Regions from separate parts of the Muntiacus reevesi genome. Here region 1 is linked to region 2. The links are chromatin contacts, called in public Hi-C maps. All regions are on one chromosome and are shown on one strand. Each heading gives the region's core, a stretch centred on a gene start, on an enhancer-like site or on the middle of the called end of the contact. The rest is flanking DNA. Distances are from core to core; before and after follow the strand shown.

Region 1 (7,289 bases), core at 4,267-6,766, 440 kb before region 2:
TGACTCAATGAACATGAGTTTGAGCAAACTCTGGGAGACAATGAAGGACAGGGAAGCCAGGCATGCTGCTGTCCATGAGGTCACAAAGAGCAGGACACGGCTTAATGACTGAACAAAGTCTTAATATAGAGAAAACCAGCTGAACACTAAAACTTTAAAGGAAACAACTTAACTGTCTCAGGAACTAAAACTTTCCCAATTAAGGTTCCTATCGGGCGTCTGATACAATCTAAGAAACTAACAACTCCAAGCAAAGTCCGCCTTTATTTGAAATTTTTTTTTAATTTACTGTTAAACTAGGCAACGGTGTTCTGTCACAGGCTTGAAGAGAGACGAAAGTAGTTCAACACTGGTATAACTCCCACTGTTTGACCAATTAAGTCAAGCTTTTCAATGCCAATCCAAATAAGCCGCAAGATATTGACAAAAGTGTTATATTTTCCTCTAGAGAATGTCTTATTTTATTAACCATGCAGGAAAACTGGGCATATAATGCAATTTCTGACAGACCATGAACTGCAATAGTGTAACAGGTGCCCCATATTACTAACTCAGGAAAGAGCTTCACCAACAGAAAGGAAGCAAGCAAGCAGAACTGTGAGAGTCATGGTCTCCTCCTCACTCCTGACAAAGCCTAAAAATACAAGATTTGGTCAGTGTTTGATGTCTAGATGTTTGCTGTTCTAACCACCTCAGTACTGAAACACAGTTAATTTTTTTCTCACCAAGTGTGCAGATAAATACACCACGCAAATTTCTTTAAAACTGTTTTCAAACAGATAATCTCCAAACTGAAGACTCTAAATTACACACCAAAAATGCTACTTTAATTCTAACTTTTTCAAATCCAGTCATGATTAACTCAGAAGACATGCCTCCTCAATGTCAGAGGTTCTGTCAAAAAGTTACTACAGATTAGAGTCTACTTACAGGAAATAACGAGATGCAATGATCTTTGATTGGACAGTGTTTTAGACAAAGCCACTGTTATATTTGGAGGCCAAGTAAGAAAAACTGAATATATCCCAAATAGACAAGCTAGCTAACAGGAGGAAAAAACACTCCTTAGACAACTGTACAGACAGCGTGATTCATTATATGTATGTATACACAATTATCTGGAAAATGGTAAAATGATGATTTCTAGGTGATAGGAATGTGTTTTTATATTTGCTTCTCTAGTTGAAAACATGTACATGTAACACCATTTCTGTAATAATACTTTAAGCCACTAAGGGCTCTTTGAAGTAAAAAATCAATTATTTATGAAGGTGAAACACATGGAGGTGTGTTTGTATTCTCACCAAGTCCTCCAAGTTTTGTTTGCTTTTTTAGTTAATCCTTCTACCCAAAGTCTCTGGGCTAAGCAACTGTTCATTCTAAAATACAACATGTCCTTAAAAACCAAAAAGTTTTTTCTCCTGTTCCCACTTTTCACACACTCATCATTTTTCACTATTTTCCCTTTATAGCTACTCTTTCAACCTCTGCAAAAGGAAACGAAAATATTCACTTATACGCTGAAAACCGGTCTGGTGATAGAGGAGGAACTTGTTGGCGGGGGAATCTTGTTCTTTCTAAATGAACATACATCCACTTATGTCGAAGTTAAAAATCTCTGTTACAACCCACTCAAATTTTCTTCTTAGAAAGCAGCCTATGACCTTAAGATGGAATCAAGTTCAAATTCTACTGAAACCTTTACCTCTGGCTGCTCTGAGGAGGTATGTATGCTAGCTTATCAAATACACATATAGAAACACATAAACTTAAGGGAGAAAACAAAATAACAAAGTCAATCCGATTTAAAAGTGACATTAGATGAGATTGAAATCTTTGGGAGAAAAGGGCATGAAGAATTTTCGGGTGCAGGTATTTGCTACCAAGTGTCACACACAGAACAAGCAGTGTATCTGTCCAGTATGTGTTGCCCACTCTACTACAGTAAATTATTTTATCAAAAGTGTTGTCAGTTTAAGTATAGTTACACTGAACGCTCCCTTTCTCCAGCTAAAAGTGATTAAATCTTGATTAGCGGCGATCTGGTCAAACACAGCTTCCTAATCGCTAACCACTGGTGGATCACTACCTAAACCAGCTTCCAGAGAAGTAATTTCTCTGTATCTTAAAACTAGTTCATTAACTTTGAAAGGTATTAGCCTTGAGATACAGGTAACTAGAGATCTAGCCGTTCACAGCGGGTTTTCTAAAAAGGAAAAATAGTTCACCTAATAAAAACCTTTGGGAAAGAAGCCCCTAAGCATTCCCATTAATGGAAACTTCAGATTCTCTCGCAATTTCCTAAAAATGTAGCCGTCTTAAGTCATTCAACTGCAACTATCACTTTACAAAGAAAAAATTTAAATTCCCCCACGGCTGTGGTAAATAGAAGGCGACAGACCCTCGCCCCCGCCGAAGCGAGGTGGGGCGCCGGCCTCCTAGTTACTAGAAAACCAGCCAAAGCTGCTTTTAAACGGTCTCGTGGTGACGACGCATTCCTAACGGGTTTCGAAGGCACGTTTAAATCGCCCGCTTTTTTGTTCGCTCGCTGCGTTCACCCGGTGCCGGGACTACGGCCGCCCCCGCGCGCCAGGGAGGGGAGCCCAGGGTGGGAAAGCCGGGGCGAGGAAAGGGGGTACGACCGCAGAGGGGGGCCCGGGGCGAGGAGAGCCGGGGGCGGAGGACTCTGGGATGCAGAGCCCGTGCCGGGGGAAGGGAGGGGCTGGACAGAGAAAGCTGAGGACCCCAGGAAGGCGGGGATCCCGGGGCGGGGAGAACTGGGCCGCCGCCCCGCACCGGAGAAAGCACCGCGCGGCGCCCGCCGGGGAGTGCGCAGAGCCGCGGCTTCGCGCAGCGACGCCGCCCCCTCCCTCTCTCCCTCGTCGCCGCCTCCTCCTCCTCCTCCTCCTCCCAAGGCGACAGAAACAACAGCGCGGGAGGAGGGGAAAGTAACTCCCGGCACCTCCGCCGGAATTAGCCCCGGTGCAGTGATGACACCTTCTCGTGGCGCAATCAAGCCCCGCTCCCTCCGCAGCGGCGTCCCCGCCGCCGCCGCCCTCTCCGTTTGAAAGTGGCCACCCCCCGCCGCCGCCGCCGCCGCCGCTCCTCCCGCCCCGCCGCCGCCAGCTGCACCAATCCGCTCGGCCCCAGTTGCAAATCAAACGCTCCCTCGCGTCTAGAAGCCACTTGCGCCGCTGGAAACGGCCGCGCCGTCCCCCCCTCCCCGAGTCCCTCCCGGGCGGCACCTTCAGACTGGGGCGGGCGCGCCGGCGAGAAACGGCTGTGAGATGGGAGCGGGAGCAGCGGTGACGGCGAGCAGCTCCGAGAGGACTCGGCTCCCGCTCCCGCCCCCAGACAGTTCTGGAAACTGTGTATCACCTCTGTCACAGGAAGCCATCCGGCGAGGAAGGCGGCGCGGAACCAACAAACAAACGCCTGCGGCCGCCCGCCGGAATCTACGCGGGGACGGCGACGGGCTTCGGGCCGTTCCCCGGGCGTGAGCGCGGTGGCCGCCCCCGCGCCGCGGGCTTTGTGCGGGGCTCCCGCGGCGCGGGCGCGGTGGGCCAGGCGTCCCCGCCCCCGAAACCCCCCACCCCGGGCCCCGGCAACGCTGCTGGGACCGTTAGGTGACGCTCCAGCGCGGCTGAGAAAGCAGCGCCTCGGCCGCCGCCCGCCCGTCCCCATTTCCACATGGAGCCGCCTCTCCTCCAGCGCCAGAGGCGGGCCACAAAAGTTGGCCCCGGGGCCACCCAGCACCTGCCCACGTGCCGCGGAGGCTAGCTCCGGGTCTCCCCCGTCCTTCCCCCCTCCTCCCCCCGCCGCCCTCAGCCGCCAGGTCACCTATTACCGCTGGGAGGGGAGAGAGGCTGCTATTTAAACGCCCGCGGAAGTTGAGGCACCCCCACTGGCGGGTGCCGTGCACCTGCCTCCCGCCGCCGCGCTCCGCCACTTTGAGCAGCAGCCGCGTCCTCGGCCCCGCCTCCTGCCCGCAGGCGGGCGGGGGGAGCGGGAAGGAGGTGGAAGGGATCGAATTTCTCCAGCAAATGGGACCGTTCCGACAGGATTCGGTTCCCCGGTCAACATTCCACATTCCATCCCTCTCCCGCATTTGCAAGCCAGCGCCAACAACCCGGAAAGCCTGGTGGCTACAGAACAACAGCCCCCAACTCACAAATACACACTCACAGGCGCAGGACACGTGCACTGAAGGGCTTCGCAACTTGCAGTCCCGGGGTGCACACTGCACGTTTTCAGGCGGACCAAGCGACACGACGCCACCTTCACAATTTGCAGACGGTGCCAAAGGTTGCAATTTGCTATCCGTTTTAAGTTCATGGTTAATCAGTAGTTTGGTCTACCAATGCAACTCCTTCCTAATTTCACCGATAAAGGGTTTTACACTTCACAGGCAGTCTGGCTGTAAGTAAAAGGTCCGTTCACTGGAAACCCAATTGGGAAGAATCTAACTGCTAAACTGTCCCTGCACCCCCCACCCCTCCCTCACTGCCCTTGAATTGATGCAATGAATAATTTGGACATGTGGTGACGCGGTGATAAGAGATAGGGCTGCAGCTACCCTACACAGATGTACCTATATCCACACCTATGTTTGGACTATACAGTCGACGTCCCTTCCCCCCGCACCACCACCACGGTCACACACACTCTGGATTCATATATGTACCCGGACCTTGTTCTGCCATTGCCATCTGTCTACCAAGTTGCTATTATGCTTTCTACTTCCATGCAACCTAATGCACTTTGGCTGTTTAAAAAATTCTATAACTAAAGCCAACTAAACTGGGTTTCTGCTCCTGAACGCGTTTTAATTGATGATTCGCCTGAAAACCGCATGTTCTTCGCAAATCCAAAAGAAAAAGCTCTTAAGTCTTCAGCCCCCAAAACTGAAAAATAATCATAATAAAACTTACTGATCCAACACAAATCAATTCTCAGGATCCAAAAATCATCCTCTCCTCCTCCTCTGGCCCCCGCCCCGGCAATGCCCAAGTTACTGGTGGGATAGTAACGCTGCGCTCGGCGGCTGCCGGCCCTCCCTCCTTCGCTACATATCGAGAACCCAATCTTTTGGCGCCATATTAATGACGTACTATATTATTTCCACTAGGCAGCGACCTTCGGCATTAAATTACTCCCGAGAACTCCCGAGCAAAGCAACAAAACCATCAAATATGGCTGAGCCTCTCGGCTCGTCCTGCAGCCGCCGCCGCTGCCGCCGCCGCGGGATCGGAACGCGCACACGGACCCACACGCGGACACGCGCGGACTCTCGGTCGGCGCGCCCTCCCCGCGCGCCCCCCGCGGCCCGCGCGCGTACCTGCTACGGAGGGGTTCGGCCGCGGCGCTGGGCTCCTCGCCGCTCGCTCCGCGCCGCATGAGTTCGGGCCGCGGCGGGCTGGCGGACTGAGTGGCGGGCGGGGAGCCGGGCGGGCCCCTGCTCTCGCCGGCGCGCACACACCCGGCGCTCGCGCAGGGAGGCACTCTCGGACGGGCGTTTGGCTTGTTATGGAGGAAGGACTGTGTGAATCAAACTCATTTCTGGGTCACTGCTGCCACAGGGGGGAGCACTTTAATCCCTTGCCAAAACGAGAGGGTGGGGACGGGAGGGCGGAGGGAGCGCGCCGGGAACCGCGGTGCGGGGGGCTCTGTCCCTCGTTAACTCTTCGCGGCCCTCGCCGTAGCAGGCTCGGCCTGTGTCAGCAGGGGCTTGCAAGGAGCCGCATGCTTCAGCTCTTAAAAGCTCTTCCTTCACCTCTCTTGTGAGCCTAGACTTTCTTGAGCTGTCTCCAAGCAGGGTGGTGGGCTTTTAAATTATCCCTTTCAAACTCTCCCAGTCTCAACTCTTGTTTGACATCACTGCACTAGAAAAGGATTCTTTCAAATTATTTAAAATTATGTAGATTAAACTGTGGCTATTAAGGAATGTAGTTTGGGTGAAGTTTTATTTTTAGATTGAATGGAAAAATAAATAGTTCTTTCGTAGTAACAGTTTTGGGGAGCTGCGGGTTATAATGACATTTTTAAATATAGAAAATCCAGTTTTGGAGCTGGAACACTTCTTTACCTAAGTTTGTATCGAAATGATAATTGCAAATGAGCATTAATTCATTAGGAGACAGTAATTATTTGTAAGTTGACACCACCATTATGTTACACTGTGTTACAGAACTGGACATTGTCTTCCAAATAGGAAGAATTGAGCCAAATGCTAAAACTGGAGCTACAGACTAACATAAAATTAGTCAGATTAATTCAGGGGTATTTATGTGTAAAAAAGGTGTGATTACTGGTTTTCTGCAGAACGCAAACTTTCATGTGGAGATTAACACACTTCTCTCGTGAAAGTACAAAAGTGTTAGCGGCTCAGTCATGTCCAACTCTCTGCGACCCCATGGACTATAGTCCACCAGGCTCCATGGGATTATCCAGGCAAGAATACTGGAGTGGGTTGCCATTCCCTTTTCCAGGGGTTTTCCCGACCCAGGGGTCAAGCCCTGGGGTCCTGCATTGCAGGCCAATTCTTTACCCTCTGAGCCACCAAAGAAGCACTTTTCTCTCATGGACCCCCTTAAAGAAATGAGTCTATATGATATTCTGCTTCAAAAGGGAAAAGAAAAAAAAAAAAAAAAAAACTGGGGTACAGGTTGAAAATACTATTCAATAATCCAGAACATAGATCACTGATTACAAAATTGAGTACCAAACCCAAAGGCATACTTATCCACTGGAAGAATTCTTCTGAATATATCAGGTTTGGTTTCACAATATCACACACCAACCCATCCACCCACATCAGGATCATAGTAATCTGATAAATGTGGGAAAACAAAACTAATTGAGTCTTTCAATTATTTTTCAGAAAGCAAAGTAAGCCAAAGGAAATTTTAAGTATATGTCCTTTTTCTCTCTTGCCTGCTTCACTAATGAAGTACAAAGACACCTTATCAGTCCTGTTTATGTGCTCACTTAATCCCACATATGTAAAGCACTATGATATCATTATTACTGTTATTAATGCTGCCCTGACGTTACTGCTGTTTTCCTTGGTTCACTTTACATATACTCCACTGCAGAAGTAAAAGGACACATGCTTCATAGCCAGACAGACCCTGAACTGACTCTACATGTTGTCAGCCATGCAACTGTGGGGTAAATTACAAAACTTCTCTGAGCCTCAGTTTCTTCCTCAGTAATAAAATGGGGTTAACAGGCCCTACCTGAAGGGTTGTTAACTGGAATAACTCCATAAACAAGCCCAGCAGAGACCC
Region 2 (6,840 bases), core at 519-3,018:
GACTGAAGCGACTTCACTTCTTCATTCTCCCAGTGTAGTTAATAGTGCCCACATTCGCTTTAAAAACAGTCTAGATGGGAGGATTACTCCCCATTGTTCACTCTGCCTCAAGAAAATACCTCTCAAGCAGGGGTTCAGCCCATGGACTGCTTTTATAACTCTGAAGTGAAGTCGCTATGAGGCAAAATTATGTACCTACGACCCGAACACCTGAAATGTTAATGACTGGCCCTTTACATTCCCGCACTTCCTGCCACTTCCTGCACAAATACCTTAGCCTAGTAACTGATTTCCCATTCTTTTCCCCACTCCAACCCTTCACACCAATCCTAGTAGATAATCGCTCTACAGAAGAGTTTTGATCCTGTCACTTTCCTTTCAGTATCTGCTGAAACTCCTCCTATAAAGTCCAAGCCAATCCCGTGATACTGTGATTACAAGCTTAGTTTTCCAGACTTCGCTCCTCTGCGGCACTTAAAGCCAAAATGGACCACTAGCTGTTTCCCTAATTAGTATACCATACGCTCCAGTTTGCCCACATCTCTCCTCCACTCCGCAAGTTCCTCCAGATTAAACGAAAACTGTTACTCCCTTGACACAGCTCATTCACCACGAGGGCAGTTTACAGCGAGGGGGTAGGGGTGGGGGAACCAGTGACACAAAACAAGCTAGAGCGAGAGGGAGCACGACAAAGGAGTTCAGAGCGTGAGGTGAGGCGCTCACTGTAAGGGTTCAGAGGTGACATTTACGCCGAAGTTTTAAGGACTCGAAAGGTTAAAAGACTACAAGACCTAGGTAGATGAAAAGAAACTGTAGATTAAGTTAAACAAGCGAACTGAAGGCCCACCTCACCCTATCCACTTTCTTCCTGCCCCAAATGAGTGCGACTTAAGGAATACCGACACCTCTCGTCTAAAATGTGAAAGAAAATTCTACAGGAGCAGCCTTGGCCAAAACCACTGGGGAGTGGCTACTCGGTGTCCTCGGAGACAGCAGGTAGATTCCTTTCGCCAAACAATCCCAGTGCGAGTTCCGTGCACTCTCTGGGCGCCAGGCGACTCCAGCTCGTCGCCAAAACTTCTGGGCCGTAGCTTTGCCTGCGCGCCCACGCTCCGGGCGTCTGGACAGGCGTGACGGCGTCCATGGGAGAAAAGACACCCCTTTTGGGGGGCGCCAAGCGGTTAAAACTATGTCGCAGGTCCTCACTAACCACTAGCCCGCACCCTCGGAAAGGTGTCCGAGAGAGGCAGCCTCAGCAGCCGCCTCAGCGCACGTGAGGCTCTGAAGCTCAGCGTGGGCGAAGAGGCGGGAGCTGGCAGACGCAAACCGTGACCAGGGAAGGGGCGGGGTCCGTGAGCGCATGCGCACAGCCAGAGAACTGGGCAGGCCGTTCCTCCCAGAGGGTTTGCAGAGGAAAGGGGAGCTCGTGGCGCCCCGGAACCCGCGCACGCGCCGTAGCCTCGCCCCGCCTGTGTGCGCGCGCGCGCGCGGTCGGCGCAGCATCTTCTCTTCAGACCCGCCCCCCTCTTGTACTTCAACTAGAGAAGGAGACAGGCGAGAGCAGGGAAGTGTGGGGCGAGGTGGGCGGGGCGTCGCACGCGAGCGCGGCCAGCAAAAGGACGGCTGAGGGAGAGATCCAGGACAATGTTACCGCGTAAACACCCAATCAGGAGCCGGCCTGACCCCACCCCCTGCCCTCACGTTATTGGCTAGAAAACCCCATATGGGCGGGGCCGGCCGTGGGGTTGGGGAGGGCAGGGGGCGGGGAGGAGGAGGAAGGCGCTGGCGGGCAGTGATGGCGGCGGGTGATGGGGACGTGAATTTAGGCACCCTGGGGAGTGGCAGCGAGAGCAGCAGCGACGGTAGCAGCGAGAGCCCGGGAGGCGCGGGAGCGGCAGCAGAAGGGGGCGGCTGGTCGGCAACGGCGTTGGCGCTTCTGACGGTGGGCGGGGAGATGCTGCTGAACGTGGCGCTGGTGGCGCTGGTGTTGCTGGGGGCCTACCGGCTGTGGGTGCGCTGGGGGCGGCGGGGTCTGGGCGCCGGGGCCGGAGCGGGCGACGAGAGCCCCGCTGCCTCTTTGCCTCGTATGAAGAAGCGGGACTTCAGCTTGGAGCAGCTGCGCCAGTACGACGGGTCTCGCAACCCGCGCATCCTGCTTGCGGTCAATGGGAAAGTCTTCGACGTGACCAAAGGCAGCAAGTTCTACGGCCCGGGTGAGGAGGAGTTGGAAGGGGAGGGGGAGGACCCCCTGCAGCTCAAGCACGACCCCCTTCTGATGGGGAGGCCCCTGGGCACCGGGTTAGTTTGCCAGCCTTCTCGACATCTGGACCCCCGAGCCGTTTCTGCCGCACCTGAGACGGCCCGCCCCCCACACGCCCAAGCCGCGGGCCCCACCGGTGTTTACTCCTCGAATTCGGATCCCAGTGTCGCCCCAGCAATGAGCTCTGAATTTTCATCTTTTTCCTATCTCATTTCTCTTCTCAGCCTTTTCTTGGGCTGAATTTTTCAAAATCCTTCTAGTTGTCGCCAGTCACGCTGGCCCTCAGCCTTTACTGAGCTTTCTGATTTCTGGAATCGTTGGGGGCAGGAAAGAAGGAAGATTTCTGAAGTAGGGACCTAAAATTTTAGGCCCTGTAATTCACAACTTTCTTTACTTTTGTGTGTGTGTGTGTGTGTGTGTGTGTGTGTGTGCGCGCGCGCCACAGAGCGCTTATCTACTACTCCCCATAAGGCCACGTTTAAGTACACGTAGTTCCAAGTCCCAACCTTCTAGAATCTATTAAATCCGATCCCATATGCAGCACCTTGACTTTTTTTTTTAACCGGTTTTGATACAGAGATGTTTTCCAAGATTAACAGTCTATGTGGGATGAGGCTGATCAGAATGCAGATCCTAATAAATACTGGCAAGGTTATTCGCCCTGAGTTTTGGAGGTGGAACTCATATACCCAGCAGGCGTGCTTGTACAGTTTCTTCTTTTTTTTTTTTTTTTGGTAGCAGGAAGGCAAGTATTAAAATACACGTTGATTATCACTTACTTTGTTTTCACTGAGAAGAAAGAACTTTATAAACAGCTATAAATTCATATCACCATGCACCAGTTCTGCAAGTTAAATGTTTCTAAAGCTTTGCTTTCAGAGAACTGTGTATGTAAGGTGGTTGGTTTAGAAATCCTTCTTTAACAATGTAGTTATAGCAAACATTTCAGTTCAGACTCATGAAACCTGTTGGCATACCATAAAATTGAGCAACATTGTACATTCTGGTTTTGTAGTTATTCTGAGCTTTTAAGGAGTTACTACAATAAAAGTAAATAAAATTAGAGACCTATAGTCACCTGTTAACTTGAAAGAGGACATCCAAGTCTTAAGGGGTTGGCAAATCTAAAAACAAGTTGGTTTCCTCTTTAATCTGTTAGTTCATGATATTTATTGACACCTGCAACTGTACACTTATGATTTCTGTGCTTAGTGGCTGGAAAATATTTTAGAAGTGTTCTGGTTTGTTGTTTGTTAATTGGGTTAAGGAAGAGAAATGGGAGATTCTACACCTGGTAACAAGCGTGTTGAACTATTTCTTAGTTGTTTGTATTTTGTGTATATATTTACATTCAATCCAACCAAGTCACAGATAGCTTATAAAGTACTTGCTGCTTGTATAAAAATGAAAACCAGATGTCTACCCACTCACATCAGCTGAAACAGTTAATACATTTTTGTTTACTTAAGCGAATATGAGTAGGACCAAAGGACAATATTTAAACGAACAGACCAAATTAGTTAATTTTTTTTTTAGTCAAGAATTTACACAATATTATGTATTCAGTAATTAGAAATTGTGTACAGGTCTAGGTTTTTTAACACAACTTACCCAAACTAATAACTCTGCTTTTGTAGCCCCTATCTAAACGGACAGTGAAGCAACCAAGTGTTTAGTGCAAAGAAGCATATCAGTCCTCACACATTAATGCCTTGCCACTATCTGAAAATAGCTAAGAGAGACAGCCATGGACACAATTTGGCAGCACCCAGTGGCAAATGTTCTGCAACAGAAATTTTTAAATTAAGATGAGAGTCATCGTTATAATATAGATAGTCTTTGTGTGGCTCGAGCCAGTGAGGGGATTCCCCTCAGATGACAACAGCGGACTCAGTTTTAGGTTAGCTTTCACTGATTTCCAGGTTCTTCTTGATGAACAGGCAGAGTGATACTCCATTATTTCATTCTAAGTAGTTTTGAACAACCTAAACAGATACTTGGAATACTTTTTTATTGAAAGGAACCTTAAAGTTAGCCAGATCAGCTTATGGATTTGGAATATATTTCACATTAAGAGGAGATCTAACATTTCCCAGAAGTCTTGAAGCAAAATTTCGGGCTATAAAACAAATTCAGTTTTTATTTTAATTTTTTTATCCTCAAATCAATTAAGGAATTTTGTAGCAGAGTAATTCAGAAGTAAAAATCCTTATATGAGACTTTGTAGCTTGAAAGAATGAGTTTAGGGAGTCTAGCCAATATCCACTCCCAGTTCTCAATAATGGTTTTAGAGTTAAAAGATTGTTTGTGAGGCTTTTCTGTGTTGAAGTTATTTTTATTTTTAGTCATAATTTTTAAAGTTTGAGTTCTTAAAAAATTAAATGTTGGCAGTTTAATTTAGTGGAGTAAACAGACATTGGGAAACAATTGGCATTAACTACATTTGTCAATATTAAGTTTAGTAACAGTTCAGGCACTTGGCCAGTTTGTGAGGAAAGTGATCATGTAAGAAACAAAAAATATGGGAGGAGAAAGGAAGCAGATTTGTTAAGCAGCTACTACATCACATCTATTATTTTGTCATCTCCACAATGCTTCAGTGAGGTTAGTGAACATTCCTATCTTTAAGAGAGAGAGCTCGAGGTTTAGGAATTTGGAGTAAATTGGTTGGGTCACACAGACATGATATTCAAATCCGGATATATTTGACCACAAAGCCTGTCTACTCTATTTGAGATAAACTGCATTCTGAGATAAACTTACATAGAGAATCTTATTTTTATACCCTCTCCTGGTTCCCATAAGGATTTAAAGCCTCAGAGAAACATACTTTCATGGCTTTATGTTGTGATGTTCAATATGGTAGCCACAAGCCACATGAATTGAGTTTCTCAGTCACTTTAGCCATATTTCAAGTGCCCAAACAGTGCACTTTATAGAGCATTTCCATCCTCCCATCGAGTTCTATTCAATAGCATTGATTCTAGAGGTTAGGGTAGAAGGAGGAGGAAACTCCCATTTGGGGCTTATTATCTCGTTTAATTTCCAGACAGCTCTAGGAGATAAGTGATGTTCCCATTTTACAAATGTGAAAACTGAAACGCGGAGATTTGGCCCAAAGTTACATATCTAGTAAATGGCCAAGCTAGAAATCAAACACAGTCTAACTGGCTTCACCGGCTATGCTTGCTACTGTATCACAACATAATATAATTTCATGTTTCCAGCATCATAATAGATGAGGAAGACTCATCTATCATTTTAAATATTAATATTAATTGTTAAATAGTAATAATTTGGTATAATATTTCTGCAGTGGGATTCTAGCAAAACTTTTTGCTTTTATTCTTTATAATGGCAGGAAATTATACAGTTATACAACTGACCTTTCTAATAGTTTATTCACATTTCTGGTATTAAGATACATAGCTTCCCCTTTATTCCATGTAGAGTTTTCTTTGATGTATAACAAAGCTGTAATTTCTCCAATATACCATTTAAATTCCACTGGAAAGAAAAAAGTTTCTAAGAAGTACCCCCATGACATGCCTAATATTTAGGAGATGGGGAAAAGGAGTTCATACACCTTTTATGTGTTCTTCCTCCTTTTTTAACTTGATATTTGCATGTTAATTTTATTCGTAGTTTGCAAAATTGCAGCTGAAGCAAGAGTTGCAGCATATGGACAAACATATTCTTTCTTGAATGTCCTATTGACACTATCCAACTTTCATCCTAGACTTTTGTTTTGAAGCCAGCTGGGTCTGTGTTAAGTTTAATGCCCATGCACATTCATTACCTAGCAATCAGGTAAAAGGACCAGCTAAGTTTTCTGATGAATTTTGATACTCTGCTCAAATTCATACTAATTTCTTTTTTTTTGACTGTGCCATGTGGTTTATAGGATCTTAGCTCCCCAAGCAGGGATCAGACCCACCCCTGTATTGGAAGTCCAAAGTCACAGCCGCCGGCTTGGCAGGGAATTCCCTTTACTAGTAAATTTCTACAGTACCTAGTTGGTTGGCTCCTCTGAGTTCAACATCATTCCATTGTTTTTAGTCAAAGAGAGAATTGTGTTAAATACTAACACAAAGTATAAAAGGATAGCTTAAACCATGTATGAGACCAGAAGATGTTATTCAGGTTGAAGGAAAGGAGTAGATTAACATCTGGAGGTAGCCCTTTTTACGTTCTTTTCATAGTTCTTTCAACCATGTGGCATAGGTCACTCATCCCCCGCATACTTGTGAGATACATCACTAAACAACTGCTGTATAAGAGCCAGCATTTTGTTTCAGGAGCAACTCTGAGAAGGAATGACCTGGGTTTCATCACACTGTTGCCTAGATAAATGTTTTGAGTAATTCTCTGAGTCTTCAAAACTTGTGCTTCCCAGCCCTCATGGAGTTTGTGTTCTGTTAAGAAAGACAGATAATAAACTATCATTCAATATGTGATTATAATAAAGGACTTTATTTATTAGGTTTAGATGGTAAAGAGAAGTACTTATTTATGTTGGTTTGTCAAGAAAGTGGGGATTGATACTTAAGCAAAAACCTGAAGGAACCAGCCTTACAATG

What was found. A called contact is a pair of places that touch in the nucleus more often than the background predicts.
Region 1: a Hi-C map of blood shows a contact between it and region 2, with 4 times the contacts expected there. The contact joins the promoter of JADE1 here to the promoter of PGRMC2 in region 2. A contact is called at or near these places in 2 of 3 Hi-C or Micro-C datasets (blood and muscle).

What each region holds. Positions count from the first base shown.
Region 1 is chr13:42,833,738-42,841,026 of mMunRee1.1, reverse strand. JADE1 (jade family PHD finger 1) reads right to left here and starts at 5,516. Exons shown (of 11, transcript XM_065904935.1): 1 at 5,339-5,516.
Region 2 is chr13:42,394,990-42,401,829 of mMunRee1.1, reverse strand. It overlaps PGRMC2 (progesterone receptor membrane component 2), which reads left to right and starts at 1,768. Exons shown (of 3, transcript XM_065903816.1): 1 at 1,768-2,213. The coding sequence starts at 1,796.